Regions from separate parts of the Mus musculus genome. Here region 1 is linked to region 2. A link is a contact called in public capture Hi-C data. All regions are on one chromosome and are shown on one strand. The core of a region is the stretch at or near the end of the contact, and the rest is flanking DNA. Distances in the headings are between cores, read along the strand shown.

What was found. Capture Hi-C pulls out chosen DNA fragments and counts their contacts.
Region 1: a capture Hi-C map of embryonic stem cells shows a contact between it and region 2, with 2.5 times the contacts expected there. The contact joins two enhancer-like sites. A contact is called at or near these places in 2 of 115 datasets of contacts at active chromatin or transcription factors (acute myeloid leukemia and bone marrow-derived macrophages) and 1 of 9 other capture datasets (embryonic stem cells).

The regions. Positions count from the first base shown.
Region 1 is chr16:94,549,151-94,553,812 of GRCm38.p6, reverse strand. No RefSeq gene overlaps it. Among named protein-coding and RNA genes, the nearest start is that of Dyrk1a, 19 kb to the left of the region's middle. Within about 2 kb of position 1,737, at least 13 of the 459 cell types and tissues checked have an H3K27ac peak or open chromatin away from gene starts, as enhancers often do. A contact at or near this core is called in embryonic stem cells, where this site is marked.
Region 2 is chr16:93,970,638-93,975,547 of GRCm38.p6, reverse strand. It overlaps a transcript of Cldn14 not described here. Among named protein-coding and RNA genes, the nearest start is that of 2410003I16Rik, 38 kb to the left of the region's middle. Within about 2 kb of position 1,802, at least 67 of the 459 cell types and tissues checked have an H3K27ac peak or open chromatin away from gene starts, as enhancers often do. A contact at or near this core is called in embryonic stem cells, where this site is marked.

The DNA.
Region 1 (4,662 bases), core at 488-2,987, 580 kb before region 2:
AACAAGTTATTTTCTTAAAAGATTTATATATGCTGTTTTCAGACTCACCAGAAGAGGTCATCTGATCTCGTTACAGATGGTTGTTGGCCACCATGTGGTTGCTGGGAACTGAACTCAGGACCTCTGGAAGAGCAGTCAGTGCTCTTAACCGCTGAGCCCTCTCTCCAACCTCAACAAGGTCTTTCTTTCGAGTGGGGAAAAGACCTAAGATTTGGCTCACAGGTTGCTTAGCAACCCTTGGTGTTGAAGATGTATAGAGAACCAACAATTAGATCCTCGTTGGATATTTGTCTGGGCATTACAACTCTTAGGGAAGGACTGCACAGAGGGTTGACTCCAGATAAGGAAGTTGGCTCTGCCACACTGCTGTGGCCACATTAGCCAAATGCACATGTTCCAGCAGGGAGGTAGCCTGATCTAACTAACTGGTGGATACAAGCACACTAGTGCCTGTGCACTGCTCTGCCCCTCTTCTTGGGAGGAGGCCAAGTGAAAAGATCAAACCCTGATGGCCCTCCATGCCTATGAGTAATTGCTTCTAATGAGCAGGTCCCACCACCATCTGAGATTACCTAGTACTCAGTAAGAAAAGATACTACATCTGAGATTTATCACTCAGTTCTCTTCAAACTGGGCAACGAGGGAAAGATCTGTCTGTAATGTTTAACCATTTAAATTACCTGATATACCAATAAAGACATGGGAGGCATAAACTGAGGTAAAATCCTAATAGCTTATCTAGGAAACTTTTTTTTTTTCGAGACAGGGTTTCTCTGTATAGCCCTGGCTGTCCTGGAACCCACTCTGTAAACCAGGCTGGCCGCAAACTCAGAAACCCACCTGCCTCTATCTCCCAAGTGCTGGGATTAAAGGCGTGCACCACCACTGCCCAGCGCTAATCTAGGAAACTTTATTTTTCTTTATTTTCTTTCTTTCTTTCTCTCTCTCTCTCTTTCTTTCTTTCTTTCTTTCTTTCTTTCTTTTTTTTTTTTTTTTTTTTGAGACAGGGTTTCTCTGTATAGCCCTGGCTGTCCTGGAGCTCACTTTGTAGACCAGGCTGGCCTCGAACTCAGAAATCTGCCTGCCTCTGCCTCCTGAGTGCTGGGATTAAAGGTGTGCGCCACCATGCCCGGCTTGTTTCTTTTTTTTTTTTTTTAAGATTGATTTATTTATTTTATGTATATTACCACATTGTCCTTGACACAGCAGAAGAGGACATCGGATCCAATTACAGATGGTTGTGAGCCACCATGTGGTTGCTAGGAATTGAACTCAGGATCTTCGGAAGAGCAGCCAGAGCTCTTTGCTCAGCCATCTCTCCAGCCCCAGAAACTTTATTTCCTTAACTATACACAAAATATCTATTTACAAGGGTGATCCTACAACTAACCTGATAGCTCTTTAGAAATCTCTTTCTATTTGTGTTATTCTACTGAGCTAGTCTACCTTTCTCTTGAGCTCCTCCAAACCCAAGAGGGCTCCTCAGCTCTCTCCTAGAATCCTATTCTGTGTCCTACCAGCTGCTTCTCTGTTGTTCCTGCAAGCCCAGAGAGAAAATGCCTAACACATACCCAGAGCTCCTTCCAAGCCAAAAGAGAGAGCTCTCAAAGGTCCAATAGCTATAAAGACATCTCTAGCTCCTCCCCTCCCCCACTTGGCAGGCTGAACCATGTCACCATCATGGTGGGGGCTCCAAGCCAAGTCAGCAGGGCAGAACCATTTCACCTTTACAGTGGGGTGGCTCAAGGCCATCCAGCTGACTTTGTCTGGGGTCCTAGAGCAAAGACCACAAGACTCCCCTCCCCAGGAATTTGTCTTAAAATATGCAGGGACTTTCCATTCTTTAGCATTCTTATCTATGGAGGCTTTTAGGGACACACCCAGACTGCATCTCTACTGGGCTCACCTAACTGCCTGTGACATCTATTTAAGCTTTTATATTTTGTTAGCAATCGGGCTTTCTATGTACAATAATCAAATATCCTGTAACAGAGATCCCTCCTTACCTCACAGAGGAAGGAGAAAGGCCTTACTGTGGAAGAAAATGGTGCCATCCGGAGGCCCTCTAGTTCTGTGTGTAATATCTGGCAGACAATAGAAATCAAGTTTCTTTTCTTTTTTCTTTTTTGAGACAAGGTCTTATGTAGTCTTGACCATACTATTTAACTGACTGACGTTGACGTTGGCTTAAAGAGCTATATCCCAGACCCCCAAAATATTTTTTCTAAGAGGCAACACAATATAGCCAACCACAAATAAAAATACCTGGGATGGGATGGGTGTGTGTGTGTGTGTGGGGGGGGGTCACACCTTTATCCCAGTCATCAGAGCAAAGGCAGCCAGGTCTCTGAGTTCCTGGACAGCCTGTGGGCTACATAGAGAAACCCTGTTTCAAAACAAACAAAGAGCCACTGCCACAATGAAAAACAACTATAATTCAGAAGGCCGAGGCACAAGGATTTTTGAGTTCAAGGTTATCCTAAACTACAAACTTAGACCCTGTCTCAAAAAACAAAACCAAACAAACGAAACAAAGTAGCAGGCTGAAAATGCCTACACTGGGACTTGATGTCATGTGGATATGACTAAGTTATATGTTCACATGCTACGTGTGATTGGTATACAGGATTTATTATAATATATATTTACTGTGTTAATGAATAATGCGTTGCCATAGTTATATAAAGATAGTACTTCTGAACAAGAAGCAGCAAGAAGGCTCAGAAAGTACAAGCCTGAGGGGCTGAGTTCAATCCCCAGGTCCCGCGTGGTGGAAGAAGAGAACCGACTCCCACAGATCGTCCGACCTGCACATGTACACCATGACACATGCACACCCACGCATGGACATACATGTGCACACACGGTGATAAATAGATAATAAAAATGATTCAAATTTAGAATAACTTTAAAGTAGCTAACGTATAATTTTCTTATATGAAGAATAAAATATAGAATACGATACATTGGCAGAAAGATAGGTCTAAAAAATGATATATACATATACTGTGATAAATATTAGACATTTTTGTACATAAATCTATTGTTTTGCTCTGAAAGCATGTATACCTTATTGTGTATAATTGAACTTTAACAAAAATAAAACTTACATCAAGAAAAATGTAAGAAATATATTCATGGACAAGACCTGTGCAGCTCAGTGATAGTACAGCCACTTAGAATATATCAGGGCCTGTGTTCACTCCCTCAGCTACAACGGGACAGACTGTGGCTGGAGAGGTGACTCTACGCTTAAGAGCCCTCACTGCTAGGGTAGTGGACCCAGATTCGATTCCCAGCAGCCACATAGCAGCTCACAGCCATCCACAACTCCAGCTCTAGGGGTTCCGATGCGCTCCTCTGGCCTTTGGGAGCTCCACGCATGCGTGCGGTGCGCAAACATGCGTGCAGGTAAACACATAAAGTTAAATTGGTCTTTAAAAAAAAAAAACAACCCAGCAGACTGGAGGGAAAAAAAGAAATCTAGGGAATAAATATGATAACTGTAAAAACAAACATATATAGCAAGAAATGCGGGAACAGTGAAAGGTCTGAAAGAGTGTGCTTAAGGTTATCTCTGAACAGAACGGAAGAGTGTGGTCCTCCAAGAGGACCACGGGCAGAACTACATAATGATATATTCTGTTTCCAAATAAATGAATGAGTGAATGAATGAAACCAGGCTTTAAAAAATAGTTCAATCCACCAAAAAAAAGCATGAAATGAAAACACCACCAAGTGCCCAGAGCAGTGAAGCACACTGTGTTGTAACCTCAGGTCGCTGGACAGAGGCAAGTATCCAGAGAATGTAAGAGAGGAAGTGGATCCTCTGTACCGGGTGAGGACTCAGTTCCGATGAAGCAGACAAGGCGTGGGGTCCAGTAAGGTGCAGGAGCCATGACTCCCACGGGACAGGGGCGCTGAGAATCCCGGGAGAGGGACAGAGAGTCACGCTACAAAGCATCCCCAGAAAAACCACTGGCGGGGACCCCTGTGGGAAAACGGCGGCGTCGAGTGCGGTTTTCCACACAGAGTCTTACTTTTAGGTGAAGAATCGTTTCTCAATAACTGACAGAAGATGGAGTGACCGAAGAAATGCAGCAGTTACGGAGCCCGGGAGAAACATTAATCACTGTTGCTTGTTCTTTTGTTAATCGGTACATGGTCTATTCCATTTAATTACGTTGAAAATAAGGACCGCAACACGATTTTATTTTTTTTTAAGACTTATTTATTATTATATGTATGTACACTGTAGCTGTCTTCAGACACACCAGAAGAGGGAGTCAGATCTCATTATGGATGGTTGTGAACCACCATGTGGTTGCTGGGATTTGAACTCGGGACCTTTGGAAGAGCAGTCGGAGCTCTTAACCACTGAGCCATCTCTCCAGCCCCGATTTTGTTATTTTTAAAACTAATTTGTAATTATTTCAATGGTACAGTTTGATAATTCAATACAGGCACACTGTGCGTGATGATAAAGTCACTGTCCTGGCGACTCCCTGGGAAAGCACATATTCGCCCTACTCTGTGTGTGTGTGCTCCCTACTGTGTGTGCTCTCATTTCCTCCCCTCCCCAGAGCTCAGTTTCTCTTCCTCTACCCCCAGCACTCTTCTTCATTAAAAACAGCAGAGCACTCAAAGTTTCTTCTTTTGTAG
Region 2 (4,910 bases), core at 553-3,052:
ATAAATAATTTAAGCCCACAGCTATAAGCCCTGGAGGAAATTATATGGGCAATTGCCCTGGTGCCTAGAATCTGCACTTGTTGAATCAGTCTCTGGAACGGGACCACGGAATCGATTTCCTTAAATGGCACTGAGTATTCGGCGCGCTGTTCAGGAAAAGTAGCTCAGCAGAGTGCAGAGGTGACGTCCTGCCTCATGCAGGCTCCCTAAGATCCGCTTCAATCCCAGAATGAACCAGAGTAGTCTGAGAGTCCACGACCTCGGAAGTGTTACAAAGTCCCAGGCTGCAATCTGTTTCCTGGACGAAGCTGTCCAGAGGACCCTGCGTGGGATCAGCCCACTGACTCGACTCATGCTTACGGAGGGTCTGAAGACCACGTGGGAAGACCATCCTTTCTTGATGAGGTCCATGTTCCAAAACAGGCATGCCCCTCACCCAGCCTCAGTGGGCCTCCGGGGCTGTTTCAGCACAAGCAATCCTAATCCTGGTTTTTAACACTACAGATTCCAGATCATGAGCATTTTAACTAGGTGGCTGTGTGTTAGCATTCTGTCTAAGCTCCACCCCACAGTTACTTGGCAACAGCCAGGTATGCTCCGCCCCACAGCAACAGCCAGGTAGGCCTGACCTACTATGAAAGGGGCTGCTTGCCCGCTCCTTGCTCTCTTGCCCTCTCTTGTTTCTCTCTTGCTCCCTTGCTTTTTCCCTTCCCTCCTCTCTCCCCATTCTCTTCCCGCTCTCTCTCCACGTGCTCATGGCCGGCCACCTCTCCTCTCTCCCCCTCCCCCTCCTCCTCCTCCTTCTTCTTCCTCTCTCTCTCTCTCTCTCTCTCTCTCTCTCTCTCTCTCTCTCTCTCTCTCTTTCTGCTTCTACTACCCTCTTAACTTCCTTCCCCATGCCCTGAATAAACTATTCTACACTATACAATCGTGTGGCTGGTCCCTCCGGGAGAAGGGATGCCTCAGCATGGGCCCACCGAGGCATCCCTTCTCCCATACCTCACCACACATCCTTCTCTCTTTATCTTTTTATAAACACATCAGAGTGTGTGTATGGCGGTGGGGGGGGGGGTCGTTATCAGCTTATTTCAGTTAAAACGTACCACAGAGTCCTGGACTTTAATATGGAACTTCCTTTTGACATAGAAGTTATACTAGGGGCTGTGGAAAGGGACACCCTCCCCCCTGCCAAGTATTTCAATAAGGAAGAAATGAGTCTTCAACCGTTCAGATCCTCAGAGCTCAGGCACCTGAGGAAGTGGACGCACAAGATGCCGATCCAGAGAGAGCAAACTCCTTTTGCTGAGCACTGAGATACTGGGAGGTCCTTTGATGGTCGTCTGTGATCTTCTGCAGGGGCGAGGGGAGTCCTTGTCTTCAAAAAACGTTGCAAGGATGGACTCCAGTGTCTGGACACACGCCTGATGATGTATGTGAAGGATGGTCTTTAACTAGTAACCCCCCAAAAGACCAAACCAAACCCAACTCAGACCCTTACTGCGGCTCGCTCACACCTGAGATTCCAAAACTCTTTAAAAACACTCCTGCAGCCGGGCAGTGGTAACACACACCTTTAATCCCAGCACTTGTGAGGTGGAGGCAGGCAGATTTCTGAGTTCGAGGCCAGCCTGGTCTACAGAGGGAGTTCCAGGACAGCCAGGACTGCACAAAGAAACCCTGTTTCGAAAACAAACAAACAACAACAAAAAATCCACAAACAAAAGCACTCTTGCTAGAACTCATGAGGACACCACTGACTTAAGTGGAGGAACAAAGAAACTCCTCCCCTTCCTCTCTCCGCCCACAGCCCCTCCCCTTCCTCTACCCATACCCCCTTCTCTCCCTCCCCGGCCCCTTCCAGCCTCCCTCTTCTCCCCCTTCCTCTATCTCTCTCTGTGGGTTTCTGTCTGTAATGCCCCTATCCCAGCCCCCGCCCCCACCCCCACCAGAGTCCCCTGCTCTGGTCCAGAGCTGAAGACCCAATAGTTTTCAATTACCAAGAGCCCTGCAAGCCGTTCTGTGTCTACCCACAAACACCACGGCGCCGACCTGTATTTACAGTCCCTTTAGCAAGCAAAGGCAACTGGCACCCACCGAAGTGGCCAGGGCATTGTGGGTTTGTAACTGCGTTCCTTTCAGTGATTAGTAAACCTACTGGGCTAATCGCTGCTCTGGCTGGTCCTTACAGTTGGGCTCCTGTCACCGTTTATCAATCAGATCTCTGCCTATCTCTCCCAGCTGTCCCAGCCCATATAAAGTTGATTTGCAGTCCTGCCTCAAGGAAGGAGTAAGATTCATGCTGAAGTACACATAGAGTAAAACACGGAGACATCTCTTTTAGGCTCAGTGGGCTTGCGAGAGTGTGGTTTGCTTTAGGGAGGGACTGCCTGCCTGTGGCCGGAGCAGGAAAGTTTGAATTCTCCTTAGCCTCAAATTCACTGTTTAGCCCAAGAGAGGTTTCCCTCTGGAGACCCTCGGGGGGGTGTGTGTAACAGGGGGATCGCAGAGGAAAAACGTCAAGGACACCCAGAATCCACGCTGTGGGAGAGTTGGAGACGTCCGAGAGGCTCCGTTCACAGGGTGGGGGTCCCTGTCAGCTCAGACTTGGGTCTCTGATGCAGAGACTGTCCCCAGAAATGTCCACCTTAGGAAAGGCTAGGCAAGAGCAGACTGAGGACCTGGTGAAGGTGCAGGGTGAGCCTCCTGATTCCTGCATGGCATCCCTGCCAGCTCTCTGGTAAATGGAAACCCGGGCTTAGGGGAGCCAAGAGCTTACAGGACTCCTAAGATCTCGAGTGTCACTCTCTGGGTCCCCAAATGAAAACCTAGCTGACAGAGGACCCTGGCTGCAGGTGTGGGAAATTCAGTAATTGGGTAATTCAGTTTCCTCACCTAGTAAAAAGTGGATAGCCCTCAGCATCCCATGCTGCTACCCATTATAGGAACTGACCCAAAACTTAGAAAAACATGAGGAAGGAGGTGACAGAGCTGGGTGACCTTCTGCTTTTCAGAGCCCACTTTCAGCCATGTTAGCTCAGTTTTACCTCATCTCAAGGTGGGAAGAGGTGTGTGTGTGTGTGTGTGTGTGTGTGTGTGTGTGTGTGTATGAGATGTGTGATGTGTATGTAATGTGCATATATGTATAGTGTGTGTGATGTGTGTATATGATATGTGTGTATATATGATGTTTATGTATGTATATATGGTGTGGTGTGTGATATGTGTGTATATGATGTGTATATGTGTATGATGTGTCTTTAAGTATTGTGTGTGTGTGTGTTTGTGATGTGGGGATATGATATGTATTATAATGTGTGTGTGTGTGTTCGTGATGTGGGGATATGATATGTATTATAATGTGTGTGATATGTGTGAGTGTATATGAGTGATGTGTGTGCATGGTGTATGTGTATATGGTGTGTATGTATATGGTGTGTATGTATGGTGTACTTGTGTATGGTATGTGTGTGAGATGTGTGTGTGATGTGTGTGTATGGTGTGTATGTATAATGTGTGTATAGTGTGTGTGTGATGTGTATGTGAAATGTGGGGGGTGTGTGTGTGTGTGTGTGTGTGATATTGACTGGCAGAGCAGGTTTTCCACGTATGGCAATAGAGCCAGATCCTGGGCTCAAGTCCCAGCCTGAGCATGCGTTAGCTGGCCAGCCTTGGGAACACTGCCTCAGTTGACTTCTTCATGAAGTGGCCTGATAAGAATTCAGTCTCATTGAGCTGGTGTAACAATTGTGTACAGTTCTCAACTGTTCTAGTATCCACGGTTACTGCCAAATAACAACATACTGACATAGGACAGTCTAAGACCAGGAACACAGAAAGCCCCTGACCTTAGATGTACGCCGTGACCTACTCCGTCTTTGCTCCCACTGCCTCACACACACTGTATTATTTCTTTGGAGTTTTCATTTGTCTGTTTAGTGTCTCTACTCTCCCAAGCCCCCAAGTGTAGTTGTGAGGCATTTGTTCACTGTGTTGTTTTCTGAGCGCTGCAACTCCAGCATTGAAGTGGCCTCAGCCTCCTGATGTAGGGCAGTTTCTGTCTCAGCAGCTTGGGACCCTTTGCCAATCTTGTTAGAGTTGGGGGAAGAGGGACTGTTGCAAGCTGCTCTGGCTTTCTTAGCCCTGCTGCCTAGCATGAAGAAAAGTCCTCCCTCCTCTCCCCCCTCTGACTACATACAGACTTTTCCAGATCATGTTAATTAGTCCCATCTGTGTGAACGCATTCGAACATGATAATGAGTATCCGAATGTGTGCCTACCAATAAGGCAATATATTTTGTGTGAGCTGGCACGGGTGTCCCTTCTGAGAACAGTATTCCCCAGGACAGGTGCAGCTGCGGGAGGGACCGGAACCCACAGCCGTAATTCCACTCCATGTATCAATTATTCATCCCTTGCGGCACACGGCCTGGGTGCCTGCGCTGTATGGCCACCGGTGGGCCATCCTGGTCCCAGCCATCTGCTAGGGAAGATTGTTGGTCAAGCTGGGGTCTCCTAGAAGAGAATCACATGGAACTCTGAGGAGGAGATCACAGGCACCGCTGGGCCCTGACCACTGCATATGAGCAGCCATGAGGAGTCATGAAGCCACTGAGAAGGGGTGAGTGCCCAACCGGAGGGAGCTGCTTATACTCCTAGTCTGGGGTCCTGGAGAATGGGATATAGTTCAGATTAGCCCCAGGGGCCAACCACATTGGGCATTTCTTGAAAGCAGGGTATGGGGTAGTACTGACCCTGGCTTCGAGTCACGGGAGAGTGTCCTGATCAGAGGGCAAGGGGAGAAAGCTTTCGATATCTTCCCAATTTATTTCAAACATGATCAGGGTGCAGTGGCTTGTGACTATAATCCTAGCTACTGAGGAGGCTAAGAGAAAAGAATCCTAGCTGGAAAC